Linked DNA regions of Mus musculus: region 1 is linked to region 2. Evidence: chromatin contacts called from public Micro-C data. All regions are on one chromosome and are shown on one strand. The core of a region is the stretch at or near the end of the contact, and the rest is flanking DNA. Distances in the headings are between cores, read along the strand shown.

Region 1 (6,803 bases), core at 2,117-4,616, 410 kb before region 2:
TCAGTCAGTTGGTCTGTAGAACCTTAACCTAGGAATGGCATCTCCTTTTCAGGGCTTGCAAACATAATCGGGAACGTAGTATCTGATTGAAAATATTCCATACTACTGCCCTTCAAGCTGTAACCTGGTCTAACACAACCAGGCACATATATTTTCATTTCTAGGACACTGTAGACTTTATTGTCAAATATGGATATAATCCTCTCATTTATTTCTCAAGTATTTAATAAAACAAATTATAATAAATACTTGTGATGTGTTTTAAAGTTTACAAAAAAATTTTCCTATTTGTTTTGGTCTTCAGGATAATGCTATAAAGAAGATATTTTTATTTGCTTATGTTAATGATGAAGAAAGTAGGCCAGAGAGGTGGTTCAGCAGGTAAGGGCCTGTGCTATGAAGCCTGGTGACCTGGTGACCTGAATTCAATACTCAGGTGAAAAGAGAGAACTGAGTCCCACAAGTTATCCTCTGATTTCCACACATACTGTGTCATGCTCTCTCTCTCTCTCTCTCTCTCTCTCTCTCTCTCTCTCTCTCTCTCTCTCTCTCTCACACACACACACACACACACACACTAACTTTTTTAAAAGGTGGATTTTAGAGGGTGATGCTAGTTAAGTGCATGGTCAGAACTCAAGCCTTCCCTGGGGAAACTCTTCTTTCTTCATCACGGAGCAGTGGAGCCATTCCAAGGTAATCACCGAGGCTTCCTAGTGGAGACTGTTGGGAAAGTGAAATAGGATTTCTAAAACACTGTGAAGGGTTGCGTAGCACCCAGACAGGCAATGAGGGAAATGAGAAACATGAGTGAGATATATACCCATCAATCAATGGTGCCTTGTGCTTTTATGTGATTTCTGTGTATCGTGACTTTCCAGAATTGCATTGAGTCAGGGTGTTGTTATCAGTCGTGTACCATAGAATGGAAGTCCTAAGCTGTAAAGCTATAGCTAAAGTTTAGATTCTGGCTTTATGTTCCTTGACAAAGTGGCTTTCAAAGTATGTTCCCAAGAATGGAGTCTCAATGATGGCTGCAAAGAAATATATAATGTTAACCAGAGCTTGTTTTATAAGATAATGTACCATGTGCAAATTCACATGTGCTATTGCATCATAAAACCAAGTGATTTCTAAAGCTTTCAAATCTGTTGATGGCCTGTTTACCACTAGTATCCAATGGGCAAGAGGATTAACAAGATTGCTGGGAAGGAGTTAGACTGCATTTAGTATGATTTTCAGGGAATACTTAGGAACCACTTACCTCATAAACACACGTAGGGGCAAGACTTAAATGAACCTCTTTCTGCTCTTTCCTGCCAGTGAGGGGTGCCTGCATGATGTGCTAGCCTGGTGTGTTACTATCTGGACGCTCCTAGTTTAGGGTGGCAGATCTTGTTACTGAACAATGGTTTTAAAAGGTCAGGTGGGCTAAAGAACCAGATTTGCCAATAGACGATCATACTTTCGAAGAGAAGCTTCGGTTTAATTTAATTTTCCCTATATATCTCTTAGTTTATAGTTGTTTCTATATTGAAGTGTATTTTCTGGGAAAGTGTACCGATTGTTTTGGGGTGTGAGCTTCCAGAAGCCGCTATTCTGCCTTGGTTAAGGGACATGAAAGACATAGTTCTTTATCTCTTAGGTCACAGGTTAAAAATAATTTGAGACTCGTCTGCAAATATTTTATGCTTCTTTCAGCTATTGTTAGGAATTGCAACCCTCAAATTATTTTCTACCATACATCTCAGCTATAAGTGATTAAAAATAGACAGAGAGGAGAGGAGGATGTAGTTGCAGATTGCAGGACATAAAAACTGCAAATCCTGCTAAACTGTGCAAGCCATGGGGAACACTTCTCACAGGTGTTCAGTCCATAGGGCTTGCTCATTTTCTTCCCCTCCAAGAACAGTTAAAAGTGTTGGGTGGAGGCCTCCGAAGCACCCTCACCCCCTGCACCTTAGATTTCTGGGAGTGCTAATTCTTGTGGTCGGTAGTATTGGCTAAGGCAACCTCGCTGCTTTCAACTCTCAAGTGCAAGGGCCTGGAAGCTGGATGCCTTGATCATAGAATTTCCTGCTGCTCTCCGTTTGCCAGAACTCCATTCTCAGGACTCATAAAATGCTTACTTTCAATATAACCTTCATGGGCAGGAAGATATGTTACGGCTATAACTTTAAAAAGGGACTCTACAAACAATTACAGTTCTTCATGTTCTTTTTGGGGTTATGAATTTTGCAGCTTGCCTCCCGTAGTTATTTTGAATAGAGGTAGCAGTAATAATAAACATACCAGTTTGGGTCTGTATTTAGTAGAGCGAGCCAGGCCAGCTAGAAGATGTTTGGATTCTAAAAATATAAAGACCATCAGTCAGATTAATGTCCCTTCTCACGCTGGTTACCTCAGGTGCTGGCGCCTGCAATAAGCTGACATTCCAAGGTGGATTTAAAAAAAAAAGCAAGCTGCTCCTTCGGAAGGCTCCAGAATGCAGTGAGTGTGCATTCATCAGATCTCAAACCCACCCCGGAAGCAGCACTAGCTTTGGCTGGACTCGAAGATATTTACTCCGGACACTATGCCAAGACATTAACAGCTGCCGGATTAATTATTTATGGCCTTTGTGTCAATCATCTAAGACAAGATCCAAAGAAAAATATTTTAAAGTCGAGTCATCTGTTTTTTTTTTTCAGTCTTTGCTGCCTTCCACAGTTCCCTTGTCATTTGTTACTCTTGAATTTCTTCCCGAAGAAGTCATCTTAGAAGACTGAGCCCTTCAAATTATGTTTCCTTCCCCCCAGTGTTTTCTTTGAAGTGCTCTCCGTCGCAGAAATAAGCGCCCTGGCTGTGTCTACACTATTTTCAGAAGATGGCTTACACCGGGGGAACCCCTGACACGGTTTAGTTTTTGAAACTTCAATCAGCGAGGTCTGGCAGTAGGAGCAGGCGAGCCCCTCCCCTGCGCACGAGCCTCGCAGGTCCTTGCTGGGCTGCGAAGCCCTGGGTCCCCGCGGAGGCTGATCTGTGTCGCCCGCCAGCCGGGAGCTGCACGCGGGGGCAGAGCCCATACTTGGTGGCGAGCATCTCCAAGAAGAGTTTTAGTCCGCTCGGCCAGTAGGTGACACGTCGGCCCCCGCGCGCGCGAGGTTTGCGTCCCGCCTTGGGGAATCCCCCCACCCCCGACCCCTGCTGGAGGCTGAGGGGCGCGTGGGACCCGGTGACCAGGCGGCCTTCCAGGCTGCGCCGCCCCCGGGGCGTCTCCACGGCGTTCCCCACCCCAGCCGCAGCATCCCGCGCCGAGCGCCTCGCAGGTCCTCACGCCTGTCCCCGTGGCCCGCGCGGACTCGGCACACGCCCCTCACCTGGGCGAGGCCAGGCGCGCAGGCGCCGAGCGTGGAGACCGCGAGCGGCCGCTCAGCCCGCGCTCCCGCTGGGTCGGACAGTTCCGGGGGCCCGCGGCGCAGAGCTGTCGCCGGTGCCACCGCCCCGGGCTGCCGCAGACCGCGGGAGAGCGTCTGCGCGGAGCTCCAGCGCAGCCCTGGCGGGAGCGCCGCCTCCCAGGCGCCGGCCACATCCCCCCGGCCTCAGGAGCGGCTGCCCCGCGCGCCCGCCGCCCGCCGCCCGCGCGCAGAGGTAAGCCTGGGGCGAGCAGCCCCGCGCCGCGTCCGCGCCTCTCCCCACCGCCTCCGCCCAGGCGAGGGACGGAGTTTGCGCTGCGTCCCGCCGCCCCACTTGTAGAGGCAGGCGCCTGGCCGCTGCCCCGGCCGCAGAGTCGAGGCTCCCCCTAGCCCCTCGAGTCAAGGAGTAGGACGTAGGAGTAGGACGTAGGAGTTCGTCGGGCAAGGAGTCCCCAGGGTGGGCTCGGAGAAGCCAGGGTGGGAAGGGAGCATAGAGATAGACGGGGGGGACAAGGAAAGCCTCGCAGGGGGTCAGTGGCAGTGCCTCTCCCCTCCCGGGAACTCCGGGGGGTTTTGCAGACTCCCTTTTTGCCAGAGGGAAATGAATAATTTGGGTACCGAGGTGTGAGGGCAGGATGACTGTGGAAGCTTAGGGTCCCAAGGGCATTCTGCAGAGAAAAGACCAGCAGAAAGGTGAATGGTGCGGCTCGAGAGCAGATGCTCAAAGTTTGCACTTGTTGGGAGCTGGGAAGGGCAGCCTGGGTTAGCAAGAGCTGGTGAAGGTGTCAGCTCAGGGTGGGAGGACTCTGCGGGACAGCGGAAGGGAGGAGAGAAACGGGAGGGGGAGGACCATCTGCTTTGCCTCTGCTGTGTGCTGGCCTTGGGATGAGGAGAAGACTAGACGGAGGTCTCTCATGCTTTGCTTCCTATGGCTCTGGAGATCACTCAGATGGCGAGTGTCCTGGGTCCTTCAAGGAAAAGAAAATGCCCCCGCCCCCATGAGCACAAATAATTTTGGAATGACCTCAAAAGTTCCTGGATTTGGAAACATTTTCATCTAGAAAGGAGGTTGGCGGTTCTCTCCGGTTTTGCTTATCTGATGAGCAGCACACAGAGGCTATTGCAAACTTTGTCACAATGAAGCAAAATATAGGCAAAATAGATGCTCCAAATGGGGCAAAAACATTTGTGTTGTCGGGTAGACTGGCAGCGTCCATACAGCTTGGGAAGGACTGAGAAATATATTTATTAAATGAAGAGGCAGTTTTCCAGAAAGTTACTGTGCAGCATCTCAAACATTTAGGCTCCAGATAACTCCCTTTAGTGTTTCAGGGTCTGCTTTTGCCTGTTTCCAGAATCCTTCAATCTTATTTTAATGTCATGCATGCTTTGATACGGGTTGTCCTTTCCTGTCATAGTTGAATGTCCTTAGAATGTAAAATACCGGCTTGTAGGTTTGGCTACTTAAGATATGGAAGGTGAAAATATGTTTATGTGCTCAAAGCCTTGCTTGCTCGGATTCTGTATTTTTCAGTAATCAAGTTTTTGCGGATTTATCGTTTACACCTTTACTTGTTTCTGAAAGTGATTTGAGGAGGTTTAAGGTGAAACCACAAATCAAATAAGCTGTTCTTGTCCGTCTCCTTGACCTCTCGTGGGCGCATTTGTAGTAAATGCTTTTGGAAAGGTGAACTCTCCCAAACAGGGGAGGATCGCCGCCCTTGCTGGAATAGTGCTGGTGGTAGGTATCAGTGTGGTGCAGTATCATCCCTGAAGCATCTCATTTGCATAATATTATGTTATGGTTATTAGGTAAATCATTGAAAAGGAGCTCTATAAGCATTAGAATCCATTGACATTAAGGGAAAGAAAAACAATGTTGATAGCTTACAGCATTTTAACAGTATATAGATTCCCAGGACCAAAGAAAACAGCCTGTCTCTTTGGACTGAGGCAGAAAGAAACCAAACGGAGGCATTTCCATCTCAGTCAAATTAGAGACAGAAGTGTGGTTAGTGCCTGGCACCCAAGCACAGCAGATAATGAGAGCTGACAGCAGTTGGAAGATCCTTCTTCCAGAGTGGGACTATTGTATGATGATCGAATGTCCTGGCTCTGGGAGTAGAGAGGATCTATCAAAGCAAACATCTCTTAGAGATGAAAAGCTACATAGAATGATGCTGGGTGCTGTCGGGTACCATAAACAAGACATCCCAACTCTGTTTTCTTTTTCTTCCATCTGAGTTTGAAGATGCTACTGCCCAATGACATATGTGAATATGATATTTTATATTAATTAAGCTTACATATCATATCATTATATATTATATATAGTTAAAAAGAACAATTAACTAACATATCACAGGAGTGAATTCATGTGAAAAATCTTTGTTCATGGAAACAAAGAGCTAAATTGGCTTTCTAAGGCTTTCAAGCTTCTACTTAGATCTAAAGGACAACGCATGCTGAACTTCCCTGCCTTCTGTTTGCTTGGTTTTGTTATTGTTGTCCCCTCTGCACACTATTTTATTACTGTTGCTATCACCATTTCTCCATTTCTGTCTCTTGTTCCACATAGATCTTAGTATGATCTTCTATTCTTCATAGTCTCTCTCTCTCCCTCTCTCTTTCTCTCTCCCCCTCCTTCTCTTCCTCTCCCTTCCCCACCTCCTTCTGTTCTTCCTCTATGGGTTTCTCTTAGTTTTCTTTACTTTTTGGGTTATCTTCCTTTTGCATTTTGTAGATTTCATCTGGTGTTGTCCTTTATTAATTTAGATCATTTCTTCTTAAGATGACATACTTTTGCTTTCCCTCCCAGACATCATATTTGCCCTGTGAAACCCTTTGAAGGCCTTGCATTGCTCTCAGGTGCCTCAAGTCCACCACCTGCTTTCTAAATCTAAGCATAAACTCTAATCACTGTCTTTCTTTTAAATGAGCAGGGGCGCCTTGGTGTCAGTTTCCACAATTCTCCCAAGCACCCAGAGCCTCCTCCTCCCATACCATTGCTTTCCACATGCAGTGCACAGACAGTCCCACCATTTCCGTCTCCACAAGGCCTCTTGACAGCATCACTTTCTTATCCACAGCGTGTCTGCCTCCGTTTTTCTAGATGTTACCACGCTGGCTTCTGGACTCACTTGCCATCTCTTGTCTCTTCCATTCCTAGTGAATTTCATGCTTGCTTTTGGAGGCTAAGCCGTAGGAAAACTTCCTCACTGGTCAACGCTTCTGTAATGCCCCCGTAGCGTATACCTCTGCTCTAAGAGCGAGGTCCTCTGCTGGTGAGCTGTACTCTGACCTCATTGACTCGTTTATTGAGTGAATCTGCCGTGTGCTAGCCACAGCCTTGGCTGAGACTCTTATAAACATCTGCCGATGTTCAGTGATATACTGAGAAAATAATGT
Region 2 (6,512 bases), core at 2,224-4,723:
CCATTAATTCTAGCACTCAGGAGGCTCGGGCAGGAGAATCACAAGTTTGAGGCTAGCAAGGGCTGCAAGGTGAGTTCAAGGCCAGCCTTGGATACATAGTAAGACCCTGCCTCAAAGAAAAGTAGGAGGAAGAAAGGAAGTGGAGGGAAGGGAGAAGGAGAGAGGAGGGGAGGGAGAGAAAGTGACAGAGGAGCGGAGGGGAAAGAAGGGAAGAAAACTAAGGTGAAGGGCTTCCTGTCGTTCATTTCTCTGTTTGTCTTATTTAGGTAGGGCCTAGGGCAGCACTGTCTGGCTTTGGATTTGCTGCACAGATGATAACCCTGACCTTCTACCTCCACTTTATAAGTACTGGCCTCACAGGCATACACGCGCCAAGCAGAGAAAATGAACTGCCAGAGCTCAATCGCAGGCCTTCACACATCTGCGCAAACACTCCCCCAACTGAACTCCACCTCCACCCCACACCCACACGCGGAGTTCTTCAATAGCTGCTAAATATATACTTCTCTCTTCCTAGGATCTAAACACAAGACCATGGTTGAGGCTCGTAATGGAGCTGGTCCAATTAAGTCCTATCCAAGACCTGGGTCAAGATTAAAGGTGCAGAACGGCAGTAAGGGCTCAGGACTACAGAACAAAATGTTTCATTGTGAGATCTGTGATGTTCACGTGAACTCAGAGATTCAACTCAAACAGGTAAAGTAGCCCAGACCAAGCCTAGCCATTATGTCACCACTGTCTGTCTATGGCTCCTCGTCTATAAATGGTTCTCTGTGTGCTCAAGGTTAAAGTTAATAGGCAACAATCTGCAACATGCAAGTGCTGTGTTGAAGAGATCATCGCCCAGTAGCTGAGCCTACACTTCGTACTTCTCAGCTTCCAGCCCCAGTGCTAGAGACAGACAGACAGACAGACAGACAGACAGATGTGCACCATGTTCCCAAGGGAGTGCAGTGCATCAGAAGACAGGCTTAGTGGTAACTGTGGCAATCCAGGGGGTATCTGATAAAACTCAAGAACATCACAAGGACAGGGACATTGGGCTAGAAGGAAACGTCCTCTCTGTAGGGGAACAGAAAGTTTGTTTGTTTGTTTGTTTGTTTGTTTGTCTGTTTTGGTACCCAACCCACCTTAGAAGGTGGGAATGGAGAAATCAGCTATCCTTGTCTAGGAAACAAACAAAGAGTCAGCTAATGCGACATACTTCTTTCAGCACATTTCAAGCCGAAGGCATAAAGACCGCGTGGCAGGAAAACCGCTGAAGCCGAAATACAGCCCCTACAACAAGCTGCAGCGGAGCCCAAGCATCTTAGCTGTAAGTTCCCTCCTGCCCCCACCCTGCCTTGTGGGGCACCCTGGCTGGGTTGGATGGTGGTCAGCAGGAGAGCCTCTAGGGACAAGTGGGCACTAGACTCTGGAAGTGATTAATTCTGTTTGTTTGTTTGTTTGTTTATCATTTAATTGGCTGGGCTAGGGATCTAATGCAGAACTTCCTACCTCCCAAGCAAGAGTTCTACCATAAAGCTAAAGAATTCACGGGAGAGAAGGTCTTGATCCACGGTGGTGCCTGTGTGGAGATCAGAGGAGAGCTTGGGGGAGTTAGTTCTCTTCTTCCATCTTGAGGGTCCGGGGGATCAAATTCTGTCTGTGAGACCTGGCTGCAGGCACATGTATCCACAGAGCCATGTCAGGGTAGGCAGGAGGTGCCTCTACCTGCTGAGCCATCTCCAACAGGTCCAGAGATTAGAGGTTAGAATGAGGTGCTTAATTCCAGCTACAGGGTACCTTAGAACAGCAAAGTGGAGCCTCTTGAAAAGACAGTGTCTCGGGGCTGGAGAGAGGGTTAGAAGCTTGCAGGGGACTCAACTTTGGTTCCCAGCACTCAGGGCAAGCAGCTTACAGCAGCTCCAGGGGATCTGACACTTGAACATTGGAGGCATCTACTCTCTCTCTCACACACACACACAATTAAAATGAAAAAATATATACTTTAAGAGCTTATGTCAAAGATGACCTTCTGTAAGAAAAAAAACAAACAAAACAAAACAAACAAACAAAAAACAACAACAAAAAAAAAAGAAAGAAAGAAAGCTGAAAGCCTAAAATAAGAACAAATGATGTCTGAGGAATTCTGGGAAGTTTCAGACTTGGAACGTGAGGTTACTTTTGTGACAAAAATCCATAGAGTTAGTATCTCCCCATTTTCTGGTATGTGTTTGTATGGATATATGAACATGTTCCTATTGCTCGTTCTGCGCATGTTGGTAGTCAGCCTGTCCCACCTGCTCTCAATATGTCCTGTTTTCAGTCCCTTACACAAACACCTAGGGACTTCAGCAACAAGTATCATATAACTACACAGATGGATGGATTCACAGTGTCCCTGGGGCTGGGTCTAACATGGTCTTCAGTCTGAGGTGGACCTGAGCTCGGCCTGCTGGAGGGGATTTTAGATTACCTTCTAAGGTACCAGTGGATGCGGCAAGCAGGTGGTGCCTGTATTAAGCAGTTTGCCGCACAGCCCCTGCTGATTGCAAAAGACAGACATGTAGAATTGATTTCTTCCTGGGAAGCATCCACACTGGGGTTCCTTTAAGTAGAGAAGGTTTCTAGCCCACTGACAGTCACTGTCAAGCACAGGATCTGATTTAGCTGGAATTTGGGTTTTTTTTTTTTTCAGAGAATGCTCATCACGTGGACAGTACAGAAGTACAAATTGGTTTTATGTTCCCATCTCCTGGGTCCCTAATGTTCTATCCCTCAATTGCCTAACCTCAATACAGTGTGTCTAAGAGACGTGAAAACCCCAAACTGAGCGTGTTGGATGTTAGGACGCATCCGAAGACAAGTTCAAGGCCAGCGTAGGCAGCATACGCCTCTCTGGGTCACGTGGCTTTTGAGTTGCTCTGGTTGCTAAGCAGGAACCTTCTAGGTGTCTCTCCGGAGACAAGAGCTGAAGTATCAAAAAATCAAGTCACACACAGAGCCCCGGAGCCCAGTGACAGCCATCATTTCATGACTTCTTAAAGTCAAGATGTTGAAAATCCAATGCATTGGCTCTTAGGGAAAATCTCTGTGGTGCTGTAAACAGTATTGTCACCCCTTTCTGGTTTTCGTCCCGTCTTTAGGCAAAGCTTGCATTCCAGAAAGATCTGATGAAGCCTCTGGCCCCTACGTTCCTGTCTTCACCCCTGGCGGCCGCAGCCGTGTCCTCTGCGCTGTCACTGCCACCTCGGCCATCCGCCTCTCTGTTCCAGGCTGCAGCCATCCCTCCTGCGCTGCTGAGGCCTGGCCACGGGCCCATCCGGGCCACGCCCGCCTCCATCCTCTTTGCCCCTTACTAAACACCCAGAGCCCGCGACAGGCCAGGCCAGTGGGAAGGTGTAGAAGAAAAGCCCAAAGGATTCAGCAGTATAAGCCCTGTGTGTGACTGTAAGTACCCCACCCACCCACTCACAAAGTGCAGGCCACCGCCCAGCCCCACCTCCAGGGACAAAAGGAGGCCAGGCTCAAGGGCGCGTCTCTTCCGGTGCCCTCTCCATCCTACCCCAGCCAATTGGTGTATTTGAGATACTTAAGTTTCTTGGAAATATATTGATCAGAGAAAGAAAACCGACCTTGTGTGTTCCCATGGCGTAATGATCTGGCTTAGAAACAAAATAGAATCTCTTCCTGACAGACTTGAACAGTAGGCTCTTCCTCGGATGTCTGTAAATAACTCCAGAATCCAAGCGGGCATATTCTAGTGTGGAACAAAAGTCCATCGCAAGTGCTTAATTGTGGATACCATCCTCCCCACGGCTCATGGCGGTTTTTTTTTTTTTCTTTTCTGGTGTACTAGTGTCCACAGGGATTGTGTACTGTTCTAGACCCGAGTACTGTTGTACCCTGCGTAGTACTAGATCGTAACCCTCGTTGAATTAAACTTTTTTTTTCATTGCTGTGTAATTGTTAGGAAGCAAAGTAGCTTTGAAATTTTTTCTCTTTAAGAGAACAAAAGATAATGTATTTTCTTTATTTCATGTTTTATTTGGAGATATTTAAACGAAATAGAAAGCCATATAACATAGCTATAATTACTACCTGTTTGCTATTTTTGTTTTTAACTTATTTTTGTAGCATCCTCACTGGTTTGAGTTGCTAAGCAAATGTATACAAAAAAGACAAACAAACAAAAAAAAAAAAACAAACAAAAACAAAAAAACAAAAAGAGCTTCCTAAATTGCACATTTTTGCACCTTCTGTGCATCTGCAAGAAGACAGTGAATCCGTGTATTTCTACATAATGGTCTTCACTTTAAACTTCTGTTTTCCATTGGTAACAATGCTACATAACTCTGTGGCTCCCTGATGCAATAATGTACAGAAGATATATAATTTATAAATTGAACAATCTGTCTTTCTGTTCAATGACTGTGTCGCAGGTCATGTGACCATGCTTCCCCTCCCCCCTAGTAGCCCCCCCCCAAAAAAAAAACCTGTTGTTAAGAAGACTGGAATGTTGTGATATCAGGGGCAAGAGGTATCATAAAACAACAACATAGAGTGAACTCTTTTAGAGGGCCTATATCTGCAATCTGTAAATGGTAAAATGTCTGTGTATTTTTTTAAATGTACCTTTTCAATAAAAGTACCAAAAAAAAAAAATCTGCTGGTGTTTCCTGCCGTCTTTTCTCAGGAGACTCCTGTAATTTCACATTACCTGTTGAGAGCTGTCAAACAGGGAGGAGGATTGCCTCTTACATATTTCCCACTTTTGCAAGTGTTCTTAATTGTCATGTTTATTCATTGCTGTTCACAGAGTCTGTGTGAAGGTAGGTTTATCCACCACCTTCTCCCCGACTGTCTGAGAAGATGGACCAAAGTAGTAACATTATCCAAAATGGTAGCAGCCTGCGAAAACCTGTGACTCTGGTTTCTTAGGACTTTGTGCAGGTCCTTTAAATCTCCAGTTCATTTTTTATCCCTGTCAGTGACATTTATGGACCATGGTTATAGGGCCATGGAGGGGCACGGCCCCTCCCTCCAGTCAGGACAACTCATTATGTCACTTTTAAAGCATAACGTTTAATGCATCGCTATTTATTCTGATGAGCTATTTGCTTCCTTGCCAGCTAAAACTGTAACCTAAAATAACAACCATTTTGTTACATCAGGATTTCACAGGCTGATAATTCTAGAGGGCATTTGTCTGGGTTGTGCTTCTGTTCCCTTGGGGATCATCAGAGTTTCCTTGGTCATAATCTGCCAGGAGCTGGGTCTGGGCTAGGCTGAGGCTGGGTCTGGACAGGGTCTGGACTGGGACTGGGCTAGGCTGGGGCTGGGGCTGGGGCTGGGGCTGGGGCTGGGGCTGGGACTGGGACTGGGACGACTGGGACTGGGACTGGGGCTAGGCTGAGGACGGGGAGGGGCAGGGCTGGGGCTGGGAGAGAGGCTGGGCTGGGGCTGGGAGAGAGGCTGGGCTGGGGCTGGGAGAGAGGCTGGGCTGGGGCTGGGGAGGGGCTGGGCTGGGGCTGGGCTGGGCTGAGGCTGGATAGGGCCTGGGCTTGGGGGGGGAAGGGGATGGCGATGGGCTAAGGATGGGTTGGGGCTGGAGCTGGGGCTACCCAGATAATTTCACTGGCCTGAACATCACTGTGGAAATGACTAGCTTGGACACTACTGAACAAGTTCAGCAGAATATGTATGTGTGGCCGTGCAAATCTTTCCAGTTGAATCAGACACTTACAAGGCGCATTTTGAGATACCTGGCTAGGAATTAAAGGCTTCTTTATGAATCATGGCATGTTACTACTCATCAAAAACAAAAAACAAAAACAAACAAAAACACTAAACCCATCTAGATTAAAGTGAGGACCATTAGACTTCAGTTCATAAATAAAAACAAGAGCAAAGAATGTGCCACCTGTCACACCGTTGTACAATTTTGAGGGGAAAAAATGGTAACAAAACTATTTATAGATCTTCTGTCTTCAGACCCTGAGCCCAAACCCTGTTATTCTTTAAAATGGAGACATGGGTTGGAATTGGAAACAAATATTCTTTTCCTAAAAACCAATGCCAGTAGATGGCAGCGTCGCTGTGATGGTGCCCAGTACATGAGCAAATGGCTTCTTCCACCAAAGCACTCAACCAACTGTCTGACGACCAACCATGGGCCTTAGCATCCTGTGCTTACAAGCAGGCTACTTCTGAAGCGTCGTAGAAGTATAGTGTGGCATTCAGAATTTGAGTTTTGTTTTGCTCTATTGTAGCCCATTTGAACTCTATCCAACACAAGATAAACTTGCGTAATTTGACCTGGAGGTTTGATTGACATATGCCATACTCTGAAGGAATTCTGTTTCCATTTGACACTCTACGGAACGTGGGTTTTTTTTTTTTTCCTGGACTTCAGTGGCAGTTTTCCTTGATTTACCTTGCCTTGTCCTATGTCTTGTTGAAGCTTATTGCAGCCCTCAGAAATTTCCAAATGTCAGTATTTAAATAGACCTAGAAACTTATTGATTAGA

What was found. A called contact is a pair of places that touch in the nucleus more often than the background predicts.
Region 1: a contact with region 2 is called in a Micro-C map of embryonic stem cells, with 2.3 times the contacts expected there. The contact joins the promoter of Zfp385b here to the enhancer-like site in region 2. A contact is called at or near these places in 2 of 39 promoter capture datasets (both in the 3T3-L1 cell line), 1 of 484 Hi-C or Micro-C datasets (embryonic stem cells) and 1 of 115 datasets of contacts at active chromatin or transcription factors (embryonic stem cells).

Annotation. Positions count from the first base shown.
Region 1 is chr2:77,813,379-77,820,181 of GRCm38.p6, reverse strand. It overlaps Zfp385b (zinc finger protein 385B), which reads left to right and starts at 3,366. Exons shown (of 10, transcript NM_178723.6): 1 at 3,366-3,630.
Region 2 is chr2:77,408,757-77,415,268 of GRCm38.p6, reverse strand. It overlaps Zfp385b (zinc finger protein 385B), which reads left to right. Exons shown (of 10, transcript NM_178723.6): 8 at 518-696; 9 at 1,214-1,315; 10 at 3,129-4,647. The coding sequence ends at 3,344. Among named protein-coding and RNA genes, the nearest start is that of Gm13944, 51 kb to the left of the region's middle. Within about 2 kb of position 3,473, at least 9 of the 459 cell types and tissues checked have an H3K27ac peak or open chromatin away from gene starts, as enhancers often do. A contact at or near this core is called in embryonic stem cells, where this site is marked.